Linked DNA regions of Mus musculus: all the other regions are linked to region 2. A link is a contact called in public Hi-C and HiChIP or PLAC-seq data. All regions are on one chromosome and are shown on one strand. Each heading gives the region's core, a stretch centred on a gene start, on an enhancer-like site or on the middle of the called end of the contact. The rest is flanking DNA. Distances are from core to core; before and after follow the strand shown. Region 1 holds the start of Runx3 (runt related transcription factor 3). Region 2 holds the start of Nipal3 (NIPA-like domain containing 3). Region 3 holds the start of Hmgcl (3-hydroxy-3-methylglutaryl-Coenzyme A lyase).

Region 1 (3,624 bases), core at 784-3,283, 340 kb after region 2:
GCAGGGACTGGGGATCCAGATGGTAAAGATTTCAAGGAGAAAATGTTTGGGGTCTGATTAAAAAGGCCAGATTTCCTGTCAACATCCTGTCTTCTTTTAATTTCAAAGATTCCTTTTAAGCTCCAAGTGACAGTAAAACCTCCGATCTGACGATTACAGTCACACGGCCCTCATCCCCTCCTCCCCCTTCTCCCCTCCTCCCTCTCCTCCCCGGGAGATTTCCCCCAATGGTATTTTAAGATGTCACCCGGGAGACCTCAAAGAGTCACCAGCCTTCCCCCCACCCCTTTCCAATTTGAAGTCTTAATGGGAGCAAGGAGGGCCTCAGCTGCCAGCAGCCGCGTTTCCAGCCACCTCGGGCATCACTACCTCCCAGCCGCTGGCCCTTCCTACTCTGTCCTTTCTCACGGCAGCTGTGAGAGGTTTAGGGGAAAACCAAGGCGTTTTCGTTTCATCTGGCTGCCCCCCTTACAAGAGAGAGAGAGAGAGAGAGAGAGAGAGAGAGAGAGAGAGAGAGAGAGAGAGAGAGAGAGAGAAACGAAACAGTTGCCTATCCCTGGTATCGTTGAAAAATAAATTCTCTGAACGACTCTGGGGCTACCAGGATGGAGGCATTCCCCAAGTCTCTGCCTATCTTTCGGGATGCAGACTTATGCCGGAGGCAGCCCTTTAGAACCGGCCTACGGTCGCCCTGTGCAACACTTCAGCCGCTGAGGTTGAGAGTGTGGGAAGGAAGTGTTTCTGCTGCAGAGCAGGAGGCGCGGTGCTAGGCCAGGCCCTCCTCGCCCTCTGTGCCCCACACCTCCCGGGTCCTCGCCCAGCTCCGGCGGTCCTCATCCCAGTTACCGGTTAGACTGTGCCAAAGAATCTGGGAGCCCCAGTCCTCCGGTTTCCATGCCACTATACTCTGCAGGGCCCCGTGAAGGCCAGGTGGAACGGGGTATGGCTCCTCCAGGCTGTCTGTGCCACCGAGAAGGAGCGCCCCAAGTGTCCGTGTCCTCCGGCAGAGAGGCCGCGGTGTACCGTTCCCAACGGGAGGTCTGGGGTTCTGACTCTTGGAATAGGAACGGCAGAAGAACTCCCCACGCCCAGTTCTCCTGGACGTCCTCCTGGTACCTTCCCTGACTGATGTAACCATATTTCTCTCTGGACCCGGGCTCGGGCAGCGGGGACACCCAGGTTCCTCTCATGTTCTGTCGGGCCTGGGCTCCTGCAGCGTGGGTGACCAGGCACCCCTATGTCCTGCTAGCCGGGTGACCCCCTTTTCTTCCACCACGGTACCTCCCATGTTCTCTGGGGTCTGGGCTCTTATTGCGGATCGCCTGGAGTCCAGCGGGGGTCCTTCCGGGAGTGGCATCCTGCAGTAGGGGCGCCCGGGTACCCCGGTGTCTTGCCAGCTGGGTGACATCCCCTTTCATGTCCTACTTCTAGGTGCTCCCCAAGTCCTCCCCGGTATGGGCTCCTGCAAATGGGGGCGCCCAGGTTCCCCGGTGTCCTCCCGGCTCGGGCCCCTGCACTCACCTTGAAGGCGACCGGCAGCGTCTTGTTGCAGCGCCAGTGCGAGGGCAGCACGGAGCAGAGGAAGTTGGGGCTGTCGGTGCGCACGAGCTCTCCCGCGTGGTCGGCCAGCACGTCCACCATCGAGCGCACTTCGGGCCGGGTGCGGCCGCCGGGGCCCGCGGTTGCCTGCGCGCTTAGCGCGCCGCTGTTCTCGCCCATCTTGCCGCCGCCGCCGCCGCCGCAGGGGAAGGCCGTGGAGGGGGGAGTGAAGCGGCGGCTGGTGCTCGGGTCTACGGGAATACGCATGCCGCGGCCGTCAGGGCGCGGGCGGCCGCAGCCGCGGGAAGCGGGAGGCGGGAAGGCGGCGGCTCGGGGCCCGGCCAGCGTGGGGGGTGGGGGGAGGGGCGGCGCCGGGGGAGGGGGTGCGCCCCGACGGTCGGCCGCGCGCCCGCTAGTCCCGCATCCGGCGCGCGCGGCCGCCCCACGGACTCGGCGGCCGCGGCCCCAGCCCGGATCCTAGAGAATCAAGTGGCGGCGACGCGGCCGCCCGCGCGGGGTTAGTACCCCGGGCCTCGGGGCGGGGCCGTGCGAGCGACGCGGGGCGCAGCCAATCGCAGCCCCCAGGCTCGGGGTTCGCCGTGGAGGACCCGGTGGCTCGGGCCCGCGCGAGCCAAGCAGGGGCCAGGCTCCGCCCCAGAGGGTCTAGACACCCGCGTCCCGGTAGCCGCGCGGGGAGCCGCGGTCCCCGGAGTCAGGAGCGGCCGCTGCGACCTGGGCAGACATCGGGTTTCCAGCCTCCTGGCTGCGGCTCGCTTCCCCTCCCTCGAGTCGCAGCCTGGCTGCTTCAGCTCTGGCCACCGCAGCCCGGAACCTGCACCCTCAGCTGGTTGCCGCGGTGACACCCAAGACGGTTTTCTCATTCCCTCCACTCCACAAACGATTTTGACCCTAGAGCTTCCACCCCACGAGGGAGTCCACAGCTCCGCGCGGCCTTGGCTCTCGTCTCTGTGGCTTCTGTGTCAACCTTCGAGGCAGACAGAATAGGGGTTGCCACAGGGACCAACAGTGGGGTGGGGACAACCACACGGCTCCTGTCCACTCAAAACTAATTTCAGGATCGCGCAGGCCTCGTGGAGTTGTCCTCTGTCTTGGCAGCTCATGGGTCTTTGAAAACTACAATGGGGCCTACAACAGTGTGCTTTTTTGGAACATTCCATGCTACACCATACGCATGCAACCACCGTCCGTCTAGTGGAAGTGGATGAGGGTCTGTGGCAGAAAGAAGTCTTAACGCTCAGACTGCTTTCTCCCCACGGATGGAAAGGGGTCCTCCTAGGGCCGGGCCATAGTCTTCTTGGCCCTAAAGCGCTGAGCCTACAGAGCTGTCAGGTGCCCTGTGGGAAATCGGCCCTGGGGTCTCTGTGTTCCTCATGCTCCGTGGCCCAGCAACTCCTGGACTTCACTAACAACAACTCTTTCCCGTCCCGTCTCCTAAGCCTGGCATGGGGGCACAGACACACAACTAGAGAGTCCACGGTCACCGGTCACCGAGGGCTGTGCTCTCCCCAACCCCGTGCACTCCTTGGACGGCAGCAACGAACGAATGCATGTGTTTCTCTCACTGCTTTGGAAATTCGACTGCATTTTCGTTGCCAGCGACAGTGAATCTGTCTGCAACTACCAATACAAGCCCCAGAAGCGACACGATTTAGGATCCGATGGCGACAGAGGCATCAAGACCTCATCCTGGCTCTGACCTCAGCTTAGAACACTCCATTTTGTCAAAAAACGAAATCAGGCGCTGTGTGTACAACAGCGGGGTACTAGGTATGTCCTGAGTCTAACGAGTGCCAGGAGAATTGTATTCTGCCCCTCTCTGGGCCTTATGCCAGCGCCTCAAGCCACCAGGGAAGCAAGGACAGTGAAGGTCCCTTACTGGAACTTTTTGAGAACCTATGATTCGGAGTTGACCATCACTAGGCCTTGGGCCGCCATGGAAACAGCCTCTGGACCAGAGGGGATCTAGGAAGCCTGGCCCTGAGCATGGGCCCTCAGGGGGCTCCCCTGGAAAGGGAGCACCGCTAGTCACCAGGTAGGACCCAGACCGAGTCGTCTATTCTGCCC
Region 2 (3,601 bases), core at 900-3,399:
GAGTACATTATTCTACCACCAGAAGGAAACAAGTATCTATCTTGCTTTCCAGTCTTCCATGGAATGCTGGTACAGTTGGTAGAGAACAGATATAACCTAGCTCTGCCCAGGATGCTGCTTGCCAGGTGAGCCTCCTGCACTTGATGGGTCATGACGGATGGTCACGGTCTAGCCTGATTTCCTCCAACTTGAAACATCCCTACTAAAGGATAGTGGAAGGCACAGGAGATTCAAAAGACCTTTCAAAGCCCCAGGAGATTGACCCATTAGCTATTTTGCTTGGTGAGAGAGTGTGTTCAAGGCCTACATGGAACTGTACCAACTGGTTAGTGGCTTCGAGAAGCCAGTCTCACCCTTTCATTTGGCCAAAATGGAGTCCAGAATAAAGACTTGCTGAGGAAGACGCGGGAGTACCAAAAGGGTTCTGTTAGAGCTGGCTCTTGGAGGTTCACCCACCGCCCAGTTCTGAGACCCCCTCAAAGACTGAAGTAGGGGCATCAGATGTCCAACCATTCACCGGGCCCAAGGGGGAGCTCTTTTCACGTTGGTACACTGAGGGCTTAAGCTGACCCACTCGTACCCCAAGTGGCACCTTCTGGCATCCGAGGCACCACCCAACTGGCCACAGAGATTCCGCACGCACCCGGAGTATGGAGGTCTCCGTGGGTGTCCCATGGAGTGCGCGGAATCCTCCTCAAGACCTCAAGGACCGGTCCCTTAACAGGAACTGGTTCCTAACTAGTCAATCTATCCCTCCCGCCCGGTCGCTATGGCAACCACTGGCCTAACATTCCAGAGTCCGGCGGCAGGCAACTGGCTAACTAGCCAGGGGTGTCCTCTGTGTCTTTAATGTGAAAAGCTGTTGACCAATCGTTGGAGACGTTTCAAAAACCAACAAAAAAAGCTACCAGAATTTTGGGGTTCGGATTGACAATGCTAAGGAGAACCTGTTAGGCAGGGAACTAACTATTAGGGTTTTTGTTTCTGGGGTTCAGTTCCCTTTTCTTGTTTGTTTGTTTGTTTGATTGTTTCGGTTTTGTTTGGTTGTTGGGTTTGTTTGGTTTGTTGTTTTTGTGACTCATCGAAGGAATAAACCCAAGTGTTCCTACCCATCCATCCACACCCTGAGTGTGAGAGCAGAAAGGTCGATGACATAATTCCCCAAGGGCAACCGTGCAGTATTCCAAGAGCCCCTTACCCGTTTCACCGCAGCCACAGTGCCTAGCCACAGCCCGGCTTAAACCCACCAGCGTCTTCTTTAAAATTATGGGATAGTCCCCTGTTAGAAACTGTCTCCCGCTTGTTCCTCAGATCACATCTCCTGCCACCCACGCCTCAAGAAAAAAAAAAAAAATCTCGCACCGACCCAGTTGGTCTTTGGGCATCTCCCATAATACAATATGGCAGCTCCATCCTCTCTTAAACTCTCCCTCCCAGTTCTACCGCGTTTCCATCGCTGAGGTCTCCCCAATGTCATTTCCTCGTAAAACCTGTGTGATCTCAACATCTCCCCCAGAGGTTGCTGTGCGGCTCTGGACTGAACGGCGCGTGCTGAAAAATGAGCGCGCTGGAAGCTCCACGCGCAGGTTCATGCTCACAGCCGAACCCCTGGGAAACAGCAGCGGGCGGGGGAGGGGTGCGGGGGGGGGGACGGGACTACTAGGATGATTGACAGCCTACCGGGGCTGCTGAGCTGCAGGCGTACCGGGAAATTAAGGACGCAATACAGCCAACAGGTGGGACGCAGGCGCAGGAAAGAAGGGGTACGCACGGTCCCCGAGACGTGTCAGGGCTCTGCTGGGTTTCGATACTGGAGCTACCTGATGGAAGCAGCAGGGGCGCCGCCCGGGACGGTCGGTGGCAGTTAGCGCAGACTGCGGGGGGACACCAGGCGGGCTGCTTAAGCCCAGCCTACTTGTCCGGCAGGTGGAGGTGAGCAGCCATAACTTGGGGACCAAAGCAGCCCGGACTTCTTCCTTTGGCCGCTAGAGGGGACTCCTCCAGGTGAGTGTCAGGTCGCCCCTACGCTTCAAGCGAGCTTGGCGACGCAGCCAATTATTTCAGGATGTCCCGCCCATCCCCTCCCGACAACCACTCGCCTGCGCAGAGGCTTCGCCAGCTTGGGACTGGCAGGCAGTGTAACAAATCAAGTCTCCACCTTTGAAAGCAAAACACTGCAGCCCCTTGGAAACTCGGAGCTGGGAAGGGATCCAAGAGGCTGTACCTAGGGGTGGCACGGAGTGTCCGAGTCGCTTCTCCGGAACCTGGGATAGGTGGATCTAGAAGGAACGTCCCGGGTGAGTCACGGTCATGACTGAGGGAAGGGGTACTTGAAATCAGGCTTGCTGTTTTGATCCCCTAGTATAAATATAGTCTCCCTTGTTGTTGCCAGCCTTGTCAGTTTGGGTTCTGTTGCCTCCGATTTTTTTTTTTTTTTTTTTTTTTTGTCTCTTCCATATTTTCAAGGAGGGTGGGCACGGGTTTGCCTTAATGAAGGAGATGCTGGGCGTTACCAGATGAGGAAGTGGAAGGCCAGTACTGCCGGCTCCAGCGTGCAGGAAATAGCCGGTGCGACTGGCAGGTGGATGGAGGGAGCTCTGTGCTTGGTACTGAAACAGAGGTGTGTCTCTCCGAGAATGTCACCCCTCAGTGCTCAAAAGCCCCGGGAAAGAAAAGCTTGGCATGAAACCGACGTTCTTTGGTCAAACTGAATCGTCAGGTGGTGACAAGACCTCCATGCACGCACGCGGGGGGGCGCGCGCGGACACACACACACACCCTTGTTTTTAGTTACAGCCAATTTCATGGCCGCGAGGCTGTTATGCTCGCTGGAAGACTTGCTCGGTGGGGTTAACGGAGTTATTCATTTAGATGAGGCCGGGGGATTCGAGTGGAAGCAAGCACTTTGTGAATTCTCTTGGGTCAGTGACCATAAACTGTGACTGTGATTGTCAACACTGGCTTGGCTGTGTGCCTCTTGGACATATGTCAGCCTTGGACCAACAATAAACCATCACCAGGCCAAAGTGTGAGCCTTATAAGGGAATGCAACTTACAGAGTCCACGGAGGCTTTGGGGTGATGCTACACGGCAGTTCAAGGAGAATCTTCCTCCCTCTGTCTTTGGGTATTCAGAGCTCTGGGGGTTCCCTGGGTAGAGAGGGGAGTTGAAGCTACTGTTTAAAAGCCAGTGACTCAACACACACACACACACACACACACACAGAGGGGTGCGGTGGGGGGAGACAACCTGCTGTCCTCCCTAGCTGGTTCCCAAGGCCTGTTTGCATTTTCTGACATCCTGTGGGTGGGGCTGGGTATATCTGTTTGTGGCCATGGGTTCTGAGTAAGGCATTCTTTTTTTAAACCACAGTGTATCATGGGCATTACATTTGGTCGAGTGGGCATCTATGCAAGTTACCTTGCCAGGCTCTGAGCTAGGTTTCCAGGAACAGCAGAGGACCTGACAGGTGCCTTCAATCCAGGGCCCCCTCAACTCCAGGCTGGAAGCAGCCCTAGGTCTCTCCCAGGTAGAAGGAGCTCTCGAGCACCCCCATATTAACGATGTCAGGACAGAGATACAGACATTTAACACAGAGTTG
Region 3 (3,400 bases), core at 813-3,312, 450 kb before region 2:
GGCGCGAGTGTCACAGGTCAGGGACTGGATCTGTGCATTGCTCTTCCCAAGGCCCTGAGACATAGCAGAGGCTCAGTGAGTACACACTGAAGCAGAGCCTGCTTCCAACTTCCTTTTCTGGAACACAGTGAACTTAGTTCCACTTCCTCCAGCACACAGCTCTAAACACAACAACCCAGCCAGGTGTGGTGGCTCGCGGCCCGAGGCCTGAGGCCCAGCGCTTGGGAGATGGAAGCAGGGGGAATCAGAAGCTCATGGCTGCTTTCAAGTTGCTACACAGCAAACTTGAGGTCAGCCTGAGATATGTGAGAAATTTTTAAAAAGCCCAGGGTCGAAGAGATGGCTCCACAGAAGATCTGAGTAGGGTTCTCAGACCCAAGTCAGATAGCTCACCTGGTGGTGCATGCCTTTAATCCCTTTAATAATCCCAGGACTTGGGAGGCAGAGGCAAGTAGATCTCTGTGAGTTCAAAGCCAGCCTGGTCTACTAATTGAGTCCAGACAGCCAAGGATGAGTAAGCCTGCCTTTAAAAACCAAACCAAACCAAAAACGGAACAACCAAACCAAACCAAATGAAATAAAAGTGCCATCTTGTGCCATAAGACTCATGAGGGATCATTTCCTCACACTAGTTTGTAAAAATTATCCCTAGCTGGGCATGGTGGTCCATGCCTGTAAGCCCAGAGTCATAGCAGGCTCTGAGTTTGAAGCTAGCCTGGTCTATGTAGTGAATACCAAAGTTATATAGAAAGAAACTTTGTCTTAGATAGATAGATAGATAGATAGATAGATATTATGACCCACCATGTTACTTAATTCTCATTCTCTCCCCCTCTCCCCCTCGGGTTTATTTCCTTAACTTTTCACGTTGATATTTGCCTTTTCATTTGATCCCTGAGCAATCATTGGAAGTGGGTAGACTAAAGATGCAGAAGTGGCTTTCTTTTTCTTTCCCATTTTTTTTGTTTTTGTTTTTTTTTTTTTTTGTTTTTTTTTTGTTTTTGTTTCTTTCGACACAGGGTTTCTCTGTGTAGTCCTGGCTGTCCTGGAACTCGCTTTGTAGACCAGGCTCCCCTCGAACTCAGAAATCCGCCTGCCTCTGCCTCCCGAGTGCTGGGATTAAAGGCGTGAGCCACCATGCCCGGCCAGAAGTGGCTTTCTGGGCTTTCTGAGAGGCACCCACGAGCTGCAAGGAAAGTAGTTTTTCCAAGTGCTAATACAATGCCTAAACTCCCCAACATAAAATCGTAACAGCGCCATCACAGAGCTGAGGGTGTAGCAGTGACGCTGGCGCTGATCGCTCCTAAGTCCAACTCTCACAAAGCACCACCACCGACTGACTGGTCACTCACTAAATCATCCTGAGACTCTGCATTTTACGTATAAGCAAGCTGAGTACACACCTCTGTCACTCAGCCTAGAAAGTGGCAGATCACCCGGACACCAGTTTGCGGTTTAGCCAGCACAGCTCTTTTTGCCCCCCCCCCCTTCCTTCAAATAACTGCGCGTGGTCAGAATGCCAGGACCAAACATGCCCAAAGGACAGTTCTGAGGGAATCCCTGTCCGGCCCACGCGATCCAAGTTCTCCCCAGGCGTCCATAAAAGCAACAAGGGCCGAGTAAGGCGGCAGACAGGGATGCTTGTGTTTCCCACACTGAACACTGTTTTCCACTAATGAAGGGCCGGAGAGATCCGAAGCTCAAATAGGGGAAGGAGTCAGGGTCACCGTAAGGGAGGTAGGACGCCCAGGATGGTGTCCCCGGTCTCCACAGTCACAGCGGGTCGATTCTCTTCCCGCCGCCTCAGTTTCCCCGTTTCTTGCAATGGATCTGAGCCAGACCGGCTGGGTCCGGAACTCTCAAATCCTCCCGGCAACAGTCCCTCGAGCGGTCCCGCTCCTCCGCCTGTCACAGCAGCTGAGGAGGCCCGCCCGATCCCATGACTGTCACCCGCCTGGGGAGCACTTACAGCCCGGAGGGACGTCAAGCCCACCAGCCTCCGCGGGAAAGCCTTCCTCACTGACGCCATCTTCACTCCGGAGGCCAACCCACTGGGCACCACGTGACCGCCGATCCCTCTGTGGGCGTGGTTAGGGCCGGAGGCGGTGCATCGCTCCTCTTGTGAGGCTCCCAGTTTGGTTCCTCCCCTCAGCCTGTCTGTTTTCTTTTCCTACTCCCCTCTAAGTAGCTCTACCCTCCAATCATGCCCACTCCATGATTTTCTGAACACGTGTCCCATGAAGAGCCATGACATTTGACAGCCCATGTGTAGATCCCGAGATTTTTTTCACCTCCACCTGCTTCCCCCACGTCTTAAATCACGCCCGGTTCCAATCCAGGGCCATTTATCTGCCTTCTGAAAGGCGTTGTGTTCCCAGGGCGTGTTGGGGTTGAAGATGACTGGGAAGCTGGTGGGCCAAGCCGATGGCTCCTTTAGTCTTAAAGGAACAGGGAAGGCAAGAAGGCCTAGGTTAGCGAAGGACTGCTATAACTGTGGGCTTCTAGGGGCTACTACTGGTGCTCGGGTGACTTGTGAAACCCTGAAGCTAGCCATTAGGAAATCATTGTGTCCCTGTGTATACACTGTCTTACTTCCTTCTTGTCTTCCCGTCCTCAGCCTCAGTGGGGAAGTCTTCAAATGACTAAACATGCGTGTGCATCATGCAGAATGGCGCAGATCCCGCCCCAAAGGTTAAGGTCACAAAGTAGAATATAAAGGTTCACTGTGGAGCTGGTGAGATGGCTCAGCGGGTAAGAGCACTGACTGCTTTCCCGAAGGTCCCGAGTTCAAATGGTGGCTCACAACCACCTGTAGTGAGATCTGGCCCTCTTCTGGTATGTCTGAAGACAGCGACCATGTACTTATTAAATAAATCTTTGGGCCTGAGTGAGTGGTGGCCGACTAGAGCGAGCAGATGTCCTAAAATTAAATTTCCAACAACCACATGAAGGCTCACAACCATATGTACAGCTATAGTGTACTCATATACTCCATGTAGACCAGGCTGACCTAAACTCAGAGATCTGCCTGCCTCTACTTCTGCCTACTAAGTGCTGGAGTTAAAGATATGTGCCACGATGGCCACCAAAGTTTTAAATTATTACTAGTGTATTTACTTCATGTGCATGGCTGTTTTGCCTACATGTAAGTCTATGTAGAACACCTGTGAGGCCATAAGAGTGAAGCAAGAAAAACATCTTTGCTAAATCCTGACCTGACCTTGGGCTGACATTGAGGTCAGCTTGACCCTCAGGCACTTACAGGAATTTTTGCTAACCTGCTCTGGCCTGCTTTTGTAACCACAAGGCTTTCTGCTCCCATCAAGCAAAAACAAACCTGTCTCCACCTCTACTTTGTTTTTTTTTTAATATTTACTTATTTTATGTATATGAGTACAGT

The links. Hi-C and Micro-C count contacts between places; a contact is called where the count stands out from the background. HiChIP or PLAC-seq counts read pairs in DNA pulled down with a chosen protein or histone mark.
Region 1: a contact with region 2 is called in a Hi-C map of CD4 T cells, with 3 times the contacts expected there. The contact joins the promoter of Runx3 here to the promoter of Nipal3 in region 2. A contact is called at or near these places in 1 of 39 promoter capture datasets (liver), 1 of 484 Hi-C or Micro-C datasets (CD4 T cells) and 2 of 115 datasets of contacts at active chromatin or transcription factors (embryonic stem cells and pancreatic cancer cells).
Region 3: an H3K4me3 HiChIP or PLAC-seq map of forebrain shows a contact between it and region 2, with 3 times the contacts expected there. The contact joins the promoter of Hmgcl here to the promoter of Nipal3 in region 2. A contact is called at or near these places in 1 of 39 promoter capture datasets (embryonic stem cells), 7 of 484 Hi-C or Micro-C datasets (B cells, the C2C12 cell line, cerebral cortex and 2 more), 5 of 115 datasets of contacts at active chromatin or transcription factors (embryonic limb bud, embryonic stem cells, forebrain and 2 more) and 1 of 9 other capture datasets (pancreatic islet).

The regions. Positions count from the first base shown.
Region 1 is chr4:135,150,954-135,154,577 of GRCm38.p6, reverse strand. It overlaps Runx3 (runt related transcription factor 3), which reads right to left and starts at 2,033. Exons shown (of 5, transcript NM_001369050.1): 1 at 1,522-2,033. The coding sequence starts at 1,806.
Region 2 is chr4:135,493,126-135,496,726 of GRCm38.p6, reverse strand. Nipal3 (NIPA-like domain containing 3) reads left to right here and starts at 2,149. Exons shown (of 12, transcript NM_028995.4): 1 at 2,149-2,297. Stpg1 (sperm tail PG rich repeat containing 1) reads right to left here and starts at 740. Exons shown (of 9, transcript NM_030189.3): 1 at 581-740.
Region 3 is chr4:135,945,110-135,948,509 of GRCm38.p6, reverse strand. It overlaps Hmgcl (3-hydroxy-3-methylglutaryl-Coenzyme A lyase), which reads right to left and starts at 2,062. Exons shown (of 9, transcript NM_008254.3): 1 at 1,970-2,062. The coding sequence starts at 2,029.